Regions from separate parts of the Pan troglodytes genome. Here region 2 is linked to region 1. The links are chromatin contacts, called in public Hi-C maps. All regions are on one chromosome and are shown on one strand. Each heading gives the region's core, a stretch centred on a gene start, on an enhancer-like site or on the middle of the called end of the contact. The rest is flanking DNA. Distances are from core to core; before and after follow the strand shown.

The links. Hi-C and Micro-C count contacts between places; a contact is called where the count stands out from the background.
Region 2: a Hi-C map of stem cell-derived neural progenitor cells shows a contact between it and region 1, with 2.8 times the contacts expected there. The contact joins the enhancer-like site here to the promoter of PTCD2 in region 1. A contact is called at or near these places in 1 of 7 Hi-C or Micro-C datasets (stem cell-derived neural progenitor cells) and 1 of 1 datasets of contacts at active chromatin or transcription factors (stem cell-derived excitatory neurons).

What each region holds. Positions count from the first base shown.
Region 1 is chr4:43,728,825-43,733,028 of NHGRI_mPanTro3-v2.0_pri, reverse strand. It overlaps PTCD2 (pentatricopeptide repeat domain 2), which reads left to right and starts at 2,896. Exons shown (of 10, transcript NM_001246655.1): 1 at 2,896-3,029. The coding sequence starts at 2,903. MRPS27 (mitochondrial ribosomal protein S27) reads right to left here and starts at 2,930. Exons shown (of 11, transcript XM_517715.8): 1 at 2,669-2,930. The coding sequence starts at 2,930.
Region 2 is chr4:44,034,647-44,039,072 of NHGRI_mPanTro3-v2.0_pri, reverse strand. No RefSeq gene overlaps it. Among named protein-coding and RNA genes, the nearest start is that of MAP1B, 94 kb to the right of the region's middle. Within about 2 kb of position 2,967, at least 16 of the 24 cell types and tissues checked have an H3K27ac peak or open chromatin away from gene starts, as enhancers often do. A contact at or near this core is called in stem cell-derived excitatory neurons and stem cell-derived neural progenitor cells, where this site is marked.

The DNA.
Region 1 (4,204 bases), core at 1,647-4,146:
GGATTACAGGCATGTGCCACCACGCCTAATTTTGTATTTTTAGTAGAGACGGGGTTTCTCCATGTTGGCCAGGCTGGTCTCAAACTCCCGACCTCAGGTGATCCGCCCACCTCAGCCTCCCAAAGTGCTGGGATTACAGGTGTGAGCCACCACACCCGACCTAATTTTATTTATTATTATTATTATTTTTGAGATGGAGTATCTCTCTGTTGCCCAGGCTGAAGTGTAGTGGCGTGATCTTGGCTCACTGCAACCTTTGCCTCCAGGGTTCAAGCAATTCTCCTGCCCCGGGGGGATGGTTCTAGAATACCCCCTCAAATACCAAAATCTGAGAATGCAGAAGTCTCTTACATAAAATTGCACAGTATTTGCAAATAACCCACGAACATCCTCCTGCATTACTTTAAGCTGGGGTGTCCATTTTTTTGGCTTCCCTGGTCACATTGGAAGAACAATTGTCTTGGGCCACACATACATAAACTACACTAACACTAATGATAGCTGATGGGCAAACAAACAAAACAAAAAATGCTAAAAATCTCCTAATATTTTAGGTAAGTTTACAAATTTGTGTTGGGCCACATTCAAAACTGTCCTGGGCTGAGGGTTGGACAAGGTGCTTTAAGTCATCTCTAGATTACTTATAACACCTAATACAATGTAAACGCAATGTAAGTGGTTGTCATATTGTATTTTCTTTGTATTATTTTACTGTTGTATTATTTTTTATTGTTAGTTTTTGTTTTGTTTTGTAGTATTTTGATCCGCTGTTGGTTGACTCTGCAGATGCAGAATGCTCGGATAAGGAAGCCAACTGTACTCCCGGATACCAGCTACTTGCTTACTCTCTATTTATTATCTGTTATTCTCTATGCCTTCATTCTAGCATATGCTTCATTCTAGCATAAGTAATCACCTTTCTACATTCTGGAGTCAGGACAATATCTAGATCATTGCTCAAGAGTTCTGAACTGGGAGATTAAAAAGCTGGGCCAGCTGGGCACAGTGGCTTACGCCCGTAATCCCAGCACCTTGGGAAGTAGAGGCGGGTGGATCACCTGAGGTCAGGAGTTCGAGACCAGCCTGACCAACATGGAGAAACCCCGTCTCTACTGGAAATACAAAATTAGCCGGGAGTGGTGGTGCATGCCTGTAATCCCAGCTACTTGGGAGGCTGAGGCAGGAGAATCACTTGAACCCGGGAGGCAGAGGCTGCAGTGAGCTGAGATCGTGCCATTGCACTCCAACCTGGGCAACAAGAACGAAACCCGAAAAAAAAAAAAAGGCTGGGGAGGTGATGGTGGGGAAAGACAGGTCTCCCAGAATGCCCTCTGTGTGTAGTAGTTCAAGGAAACCACATAAACAGAAAATAGCTACAACAGCTAATTCTTACTAAGGTGTCAAGCGTTGTGCATAACACTGCCTAATGTGTGACATTAAACGTTTTCACCAGGTCAGCCACTTAATCTTCAGAAAACTGGTGGCCAACTCTGAGGTTTCACATTGACGTTTAATGGCTGTTCCTAAAGAAGTGCGTGCTTTTTAAAAAAATAGAGGATGGGAGGTAGGTTGGAAAGGGAAGATAAGCGGCATTGGAAAAATCGAGTGTGATTATTGCATTTTTATCAAATATGTCTGTCTGGATTATGTGGTTAGAATCACTGCAAATTTGGCTCCTATAAATACTTTAAAACTTTTTCCCAATGTTTTCATTATCAGACCCACTATGCAGGCTTTGAGTGGGCTGCCATTTAGTTCAGATATCAAAGTACTTTACAAGTAACTATTAGCATTTATTATCTACACGTGGAAAACGATAGCAAAGAAAGGTCAATCAAAAGTTGTGCTCAAGGTCATCAGATAAAATGAGATTAATACTGAAAAATTCTTCCACGAAGACCAGGGGTCCAGCTAAATGTGTGGTAGTGGGAAAAATGTTTATCTGACGTCCCTCTAAAAAAACCTCAGATGGGAGAAAAATGTCCCAGCCCCAGGAATGGACACATTTAGGTTTTTCCTTTTTTCTTTTTTTTTTTTTTTTGAGACAGGGTCTCTCTCTGTTGCCCAGGCTGGAGTGTAGTGGCGCGATCTCTGCTCATTGCAACCTCCGCCTCCCGAGTTCAAGCGATTATCCTGCCTCAGCCCCCCGAGTAGCTAGGATTACAGGCGCGCGCCACCACGCCCAGATAATTTCTTTGTATTTTTCAGTAGAGATGGGGTTTCGCCCTGTTGGCCAGGCTGGTCTCGAACTCCTGGCCTCAACTCCTGGTCTCAACTCCTGGTCTCGAACTCCTGGCGATCCGCCCGCCTCGCGTTCCCAAAGTGCTGGGACCACAGGCGTGGGCCACCGCGCCCGGCGCACATTTGGGTTTTTCGTGGTCAGCAAAAGCACGACCACCCCAACACATAAATCTGGCGAATCATACGCAAATTCCCTCATGCTATATAACCTTCCACTGCTCTTCGTACCTTTGGACAGGAACACACTGTTATTTTAGGGAAGGAAACGGAACAGATACCTTGTCTCCTTCTTCTGCACCACCAAACACCCCAAATGGCGTCCCTAGCAATCAGATTCCAGAAACATTTCCTCTCCTCTTGAAAGCCCACCGCTCCCTTCACCCAAAAAACAGAATAATCAGGGGCCTAATGAAGCTGTCCGGCCAACCTGCAGGAGAGAGCTGAGGAAGAACCACTTGCCGCGCCAGGAGCATCCCGCGCCGCACTATGGAGGCAGCCATCTTGGAGCGTACCAAAAGGAAGAGCCAACGGGTTACGGACAGAGGAAGGGGCGGGGTTACAGCTCGACCTCTCGGGGCGCCCAGAATTGGACGAATCCCTTTTGTCGCTCTCGACGACAGGACCGACGCTCCGCCTCCTCGCCCCGGTTCCAGTAGTTGGTATGGTCCGAGACAGTATGGCTGCTGCATTTCGGCCCTCGAATCGAGTTCTCCTGCAGGCGCTGCAGATTTTGGTGTATCCTGGGGTGGGAGGCTCCGGCTCTGTCAGCTGCCGCTGCCCTCTCGGAGGTATCCGCGGCCTTAGCCTAGGGAAGGAGGGGAGGGATGGGAGAGAAGGGGGTGTTAGATCCCAGCTAGCATCTCTGTGGAGCAGCCACAGCTCCTAAGTCTCTCACTGGCCTGGAGCACACCCTCGCCCTCTAGTTGCCATGTGGGTGCAGTGGTGACCCCTGGGGGTCGTGGATACCCCCAGTGCCTGCAAATCGAAGGACTGCTGGGGTCTTGACCTTGGGGCTGTAGTGCTCCCTCAGATGGGGCGACGTTCGTCTTCAGGAACATCCCTCCCGCCTTGGGTGACTTATTTATTTATTTTTGAGACGAAGTCTTGCTCTGTCGCCCAAGCTGGAGCGCGGTGGCGCGATCTCGGCTCACTGCAGCCTCCGCCTCCCGGGTTCAAGCGATTCTCCTGCCTCAGCTTTCCGAGTAGTTGGGACTACAGGCGTGCGCCACCACGCCCGGGTTTTTTGTATTTTTAGTAGAGACGGGTTTCACTATGTTGGCCAGGCTGGTTTCGAACTCCTGACCTCGTGGTCCATCCGCCTCGGCCTCCCAAAGTGCTGGGATTATAGGAGTGAGCCACCGCGCCCGGCCTTTTTCTGTTCTGCAGAGTTTGGAAGCAGAGGTCTTATGGAGTCTCAGTTCTGCTAACAATCTAAAAGACTTAGCGGCACGTTTCTTCATTTTTCAAAACTATCCTCTAACATCTCTATGAAGAGAGTTAAATCTGAAGATGCTAGTGAGTGATAGTAAAAATGTTTGTCAGGCATTACTTTAATGTAGTTTACATACATTAATTCCTTTTCTCTAGACAACACCCAGCAAGAGAAGTACCATTCTTTTCTCCATTTACAGAGGAGGAACAAGGTTAAGTAATTTGCCCAAGGTCAGAGGGAACTGTTAGAGGTGGGATTTGAACACACCCAACAATAGAAACCTGCTCCTAACCACTTCACTGGACTGCCTTTCTGTAAATAAATAGCAACTTTTATTGTTACCTTGTTACTGCAGCTCACAGAACTCTGTTAGTGCGTGATTCTTCGGCCACGCTTGGTCCGTTTTATCTCATGCACAGCCAAGGATCCTAAAGAAAGGATGATGTTTCCCAAATCTACTAAGCTGTGATCAATGATTTCCATGTATCTCAAATGTATTTTGAGTCCACATCTGAGAGGCCTTAACCCCCT
Region 2 (4,426 bases), core at 1,718-4,217, 310 kb before region 1:
TGCTGTCCTGAGACTATTGCCCAAGGTTGGGATTGAGGAATCAAAGAATGTGAACACTTCTGTTACATCGTGCTGTTGGGACTTCCAAAAAAATGTGAACTAACTTATCATTGTGGAAGTGATTCTTTTTAAGGGAAGATAAAAGACAATTCTATATTTTTGAGAAAAGAGAGACAGGGCAAGAGAAGTATCAAAGGGAAAGAAGAGATGAGGAATGGTATTAAGGGCCCATTACAAATAGGATATATATAAAAAAAAAATCCTGAAACCCATGAGGTGAGACAAGAGGGGATGTGGAAGAGAATAGAACACCTCTTTTTTTTTTTTTTTCCTCAAGACGGAGTTTCGCTCTTATTGCCCAGGCTGGAGTGCAATGGCGTGATCTCAGCTCACCACAACCTCTGGCTCCCAGGTTCAAGCGATTCTCCTGCCTCAGCCTCCTGAGTAGCTGGGATTACAGGCATGTACCAGCATGCTCGGCTAATTTTGTATTTTTAGTAGAGACAGAGTTTCTCCATGTTGGTCAGGCTGGTCTTGAACTTCGGACCTCAGGTGATCTGCCTGCCTTGGCTTCCCAAAGTGCTGGGTGTGAGCCACCGCACCCGGCCGAGAACACCTCTTTACCTTTTAAAAGGAGCTGGCTGATCCTTAAAGATACCTCACCTGACTGCTTTTCTTTCTGAAAGCACGTAGGGAACATAGGCATGAACTCTTGCCATCTGCAAGGATCCCAAACTCAAGGGCATGTTGGATTTCAAAATGCAGGTCGCATGTTTATAACTTAAAATATAATTTCCCATGAGAAAAAAAGTAATAACAATGACATTTCACTTTTTAATCATTTTACAGTTTGGGGATATGGTACAGTTGTTCCAGTATAAATGGATATGTGGTTTCATTTGAGCCTCACAACAATTTTGGGCAGCAGGGTTGACTCTGTTTGGTTTGACACATACTAAGAAACTCAGAGCAAGAGACTTAGTATTGTCATAGCAATACATATGTGGAGTGCTTTTTTTATTTAAATGAAATTCACTGGTGGGAAACCAAAGCCCAGACTTTTCCAAAAATGGCATCTCCCTCCTCCTCCCCTCTTCCTCCTCTAACCCATGTCCTCGGGGCTAACCTTGCCTCTTTCCACATCAACACACTTGGCCACATTCCTGGTGTAGCACGTAAAAGGCTGTTTTAGCCATGATTATTAATAATTTAGAAAAAGGGCAAGTTAGAAAAATATTTGCCTTCTAATTTCAAGATTTGAGGCAGTCTGTAGGCAATGATGTGAAATACATTATGCTAAGGTTATCTTTCAAGTCTTGGGCCTGTTTTGCTATACCGCTGATGCTCTTTTCCCTGACCCAGCTCCAAAGATATGAAATCAGATTGTCTGGAGTTGTGGTTCAAGGCTCTGTATTACAAAACAGACAAACAAAAACAAAAACAAAACTCTAACACAAAAGGAGGCTTAAACAAATGAAAAGATAAAGCATTTCTTATGTAAATAACAAGAAGACAACATAGAGGTGTCATTTCCCCCTAAATGAACTTTTATGTTAAATACTTCAAGATGATACTTGGAGAAAAAAAAAACTGTGAAGGGATTAGCTGATGCTAACGTTTGCTTGGGAAAATTAACAAGCATGAACAGGCTGGAATTTCTGAAAAAGAAAAGTAGTGGGGGGATTTGCCTTATGGGATTTTATAGCATGTTAGGAAGAAGCCAGCTCCTGCTGTCTTGTGGCTCTGGCACCTTCCTCACGCAGAGGCGTAAGATGACCTAAAGTCACTGTGCTTGTCTTCATCATGCCAGCACTGAGTTTTTGAGGAGATAAGTCTGGCTGTGTGCAAAACAGGTGGAGCCAGACATAAGAGGAATGACTTCATTCTCTAAGAACATTAGAGAGACTGGCTTGTAAGATTGAAGAAGACATGTGTTGGTGGGGGTGTGGGGAAACGGCCACTCTCTTCTATTGGGAGTGGGTATTTATGCTTCAGACACACATGTATGAAGTATTATGTATATAAGAATCTTCTCGAAAATCTGCTAACCCTTCAACTCATTTCTTTCTTTCCTTCTGAACCCCCGTGTTATTCAAAAGCTTCCAATCCCCCAAATGTCTCAATTTTCAGGAGCAGTGAGCTCTTCAGGGAAGATGAGGGGCAGGAAGCCATTTTCTCTCGTGCATTGTTTGTTAAGCATGTGTTTGCAAGTTACAAGTGGATCAGACAAATGTCCTTATTTGCCCAGACAATCCTGGTATATGACATTGTCCTAGTATAATTACTAACAGCTCCTCTTGTAGATGTCCTACTAGGGATGATAAACTACATGATAACCCTATTTAAAAGGCAAAGACTACCTGTATTTTAATATGGGAAGACGATAGCTTTGCCTAGAAGATAGATGTGTGACCTTGCATGTCTCTTTAAGATAGGAAGAAGGTCCCCCACACCTCCAACTGCCTCAGTGTGAACTTCCCTTGGCTTGATTCAAGGGCTTTGACTCAAGGGCTTTGACTCAAGTGGTTTGAGTTAGCCTTGAGTCCTCATAAACATGGAATTATTGAGTGTTGCATCAAATGACTCCCTTCCAAGCTGCCATTTATCTTACCAGAACTGAGTGTGTGCATGTGTGTGTGCATGGGTGTGGTAGCAACGTCATCTTTCCATGGCTAAGAAGTGTGGACATACAGAGAAATGCTCTGTATTACTGCAATTGCTTTTGCATTCTGTTTGCAATGAAGAGGGAGGAGAAAGAAGAGATGGAGGAGGGGCAGGAGGGAGAGAGAAGTGGGGAGCGGGAAAGAAAGGGAGGGAGGGATATTTAAAGCCACTGACAATTCCAGGGTCCTCTCCCTCCCCAGTCCCAGGCACACACTTCTGTGAGAGGGGCTCTGATATAAAACCTGTCCTGGAAGAGGCAGCCTAAGTCTCAGACGCTGCTGTACAGAAGTCCTGTGACGTGGCAGTTTCTATAGCGACGAGTCTCTTTCATTGGAGAAAGCTCCCTAAAGCAGGATACACAAAACCCTAGCAACCGGTTGAAGGCTTTTTTTTTTTTTTTTAAATGAAGATTTTTCTGCACTTGAATTCAAAAGGCCCCTTCCTAGGAAAGCAGCTTCGTAGCAGGCAGGAAAGGGCTGGCTAGTGTGTCCTGGGGTGAGGATTTGGAAAGATTTGAAAGCTGTTGTGGACCAGGGTAGGGAAAGGGAGAAAGAGAGGTTGCAGTTTAGTGCTGCCTCGACTGGCTGGTTCCAGTCTGAATTCACCTTCCAGCCTTTTGTATAGGGACCCACCACCACTGCCAATTAACCCATGACATGAATCCGCCAGGGACAAAACAAAACTGCTACTGCCTCAGCAACCCCATCATGGTCTTCCCTTTCACCTGGCGTATTCCAGGCATGTTTTGCAGGGAGAAGTCAAGAACTCAGGCATGCACACCTGAGAGCTGGGAAACAGTAAGCCTGCTTACTTGGCACAAAATAAACGCCCCATTTAGCTGATGCTTAACTCCTGCCTCTTCCCATCAACTCAGCACAAACATCACTTCTTCAGGAAAGTCTACTGAATAAGAGATTGCATTTGGCAGCAGGTAAAGAGACCCATCTGAGTAGTTTAACCAAATAGGAGTTTATTTTCCACCTAAGAAGAGGCCCAGAGGTGGGCAGTCCGGGGGGGCTGCCAGCTCCATAATCATCCCTGTCCTAGCTCCTCCTGTCTCTGCCTGGCTGTTGTTCTTGGCATGTTTCACCCTTGAGGTCCCTTCCTGGTCACAAAATGGCTGTTCCATCTCCAGCCAGCAGTGCAGGCAGGAACAAGAAGGAAGCAGTAAGGAGGAAGGGGCGGTGCCCACGTCAAGAAGCAAAACTCTTCCCAGAAATTGGCAGCAGATTCCATATCCATCTCATTGGCCAGGGCTGGGTCATGTGGCTTCAACCCCAAGCTCCAAGGGAGGCTAGGATATGTGGTTTCGTAGCTGGGCAAATTGCCAGCCTGAACAAAACTGTGGCTGTTTAAAGGGCAAGCTGAGGATGAGTGTGGGCGGACAACTAGCAGCATTTGCTACACTTCCCGTGTTCGTGTCTACACACATGCTATCTTCAGGTTAGGTCACCCCTCCCTCCCACACAGCGTCATGCAGTGGTGTGGTGGAAAATGTTTAACAGCCAGATGTCTGGGACAACAAAAGCCACTGTTTGCTCTTATCTGTGGTATAAATACTCCCACCATGGCCAATTTTAAGCTATCAACATGATGTCCAACAGAGTTAGGAAGACAGACATAGTAACACATCATTCTATAGTTATTTCCAACATGCAGACATAAAAAATATAAACAACCTCAAAAGCATAGATAATAGTAAAATGTAAAATAATTAGGAAGTAATGGGTTTAAAATATGTATCTCATTTTTAATATAAATC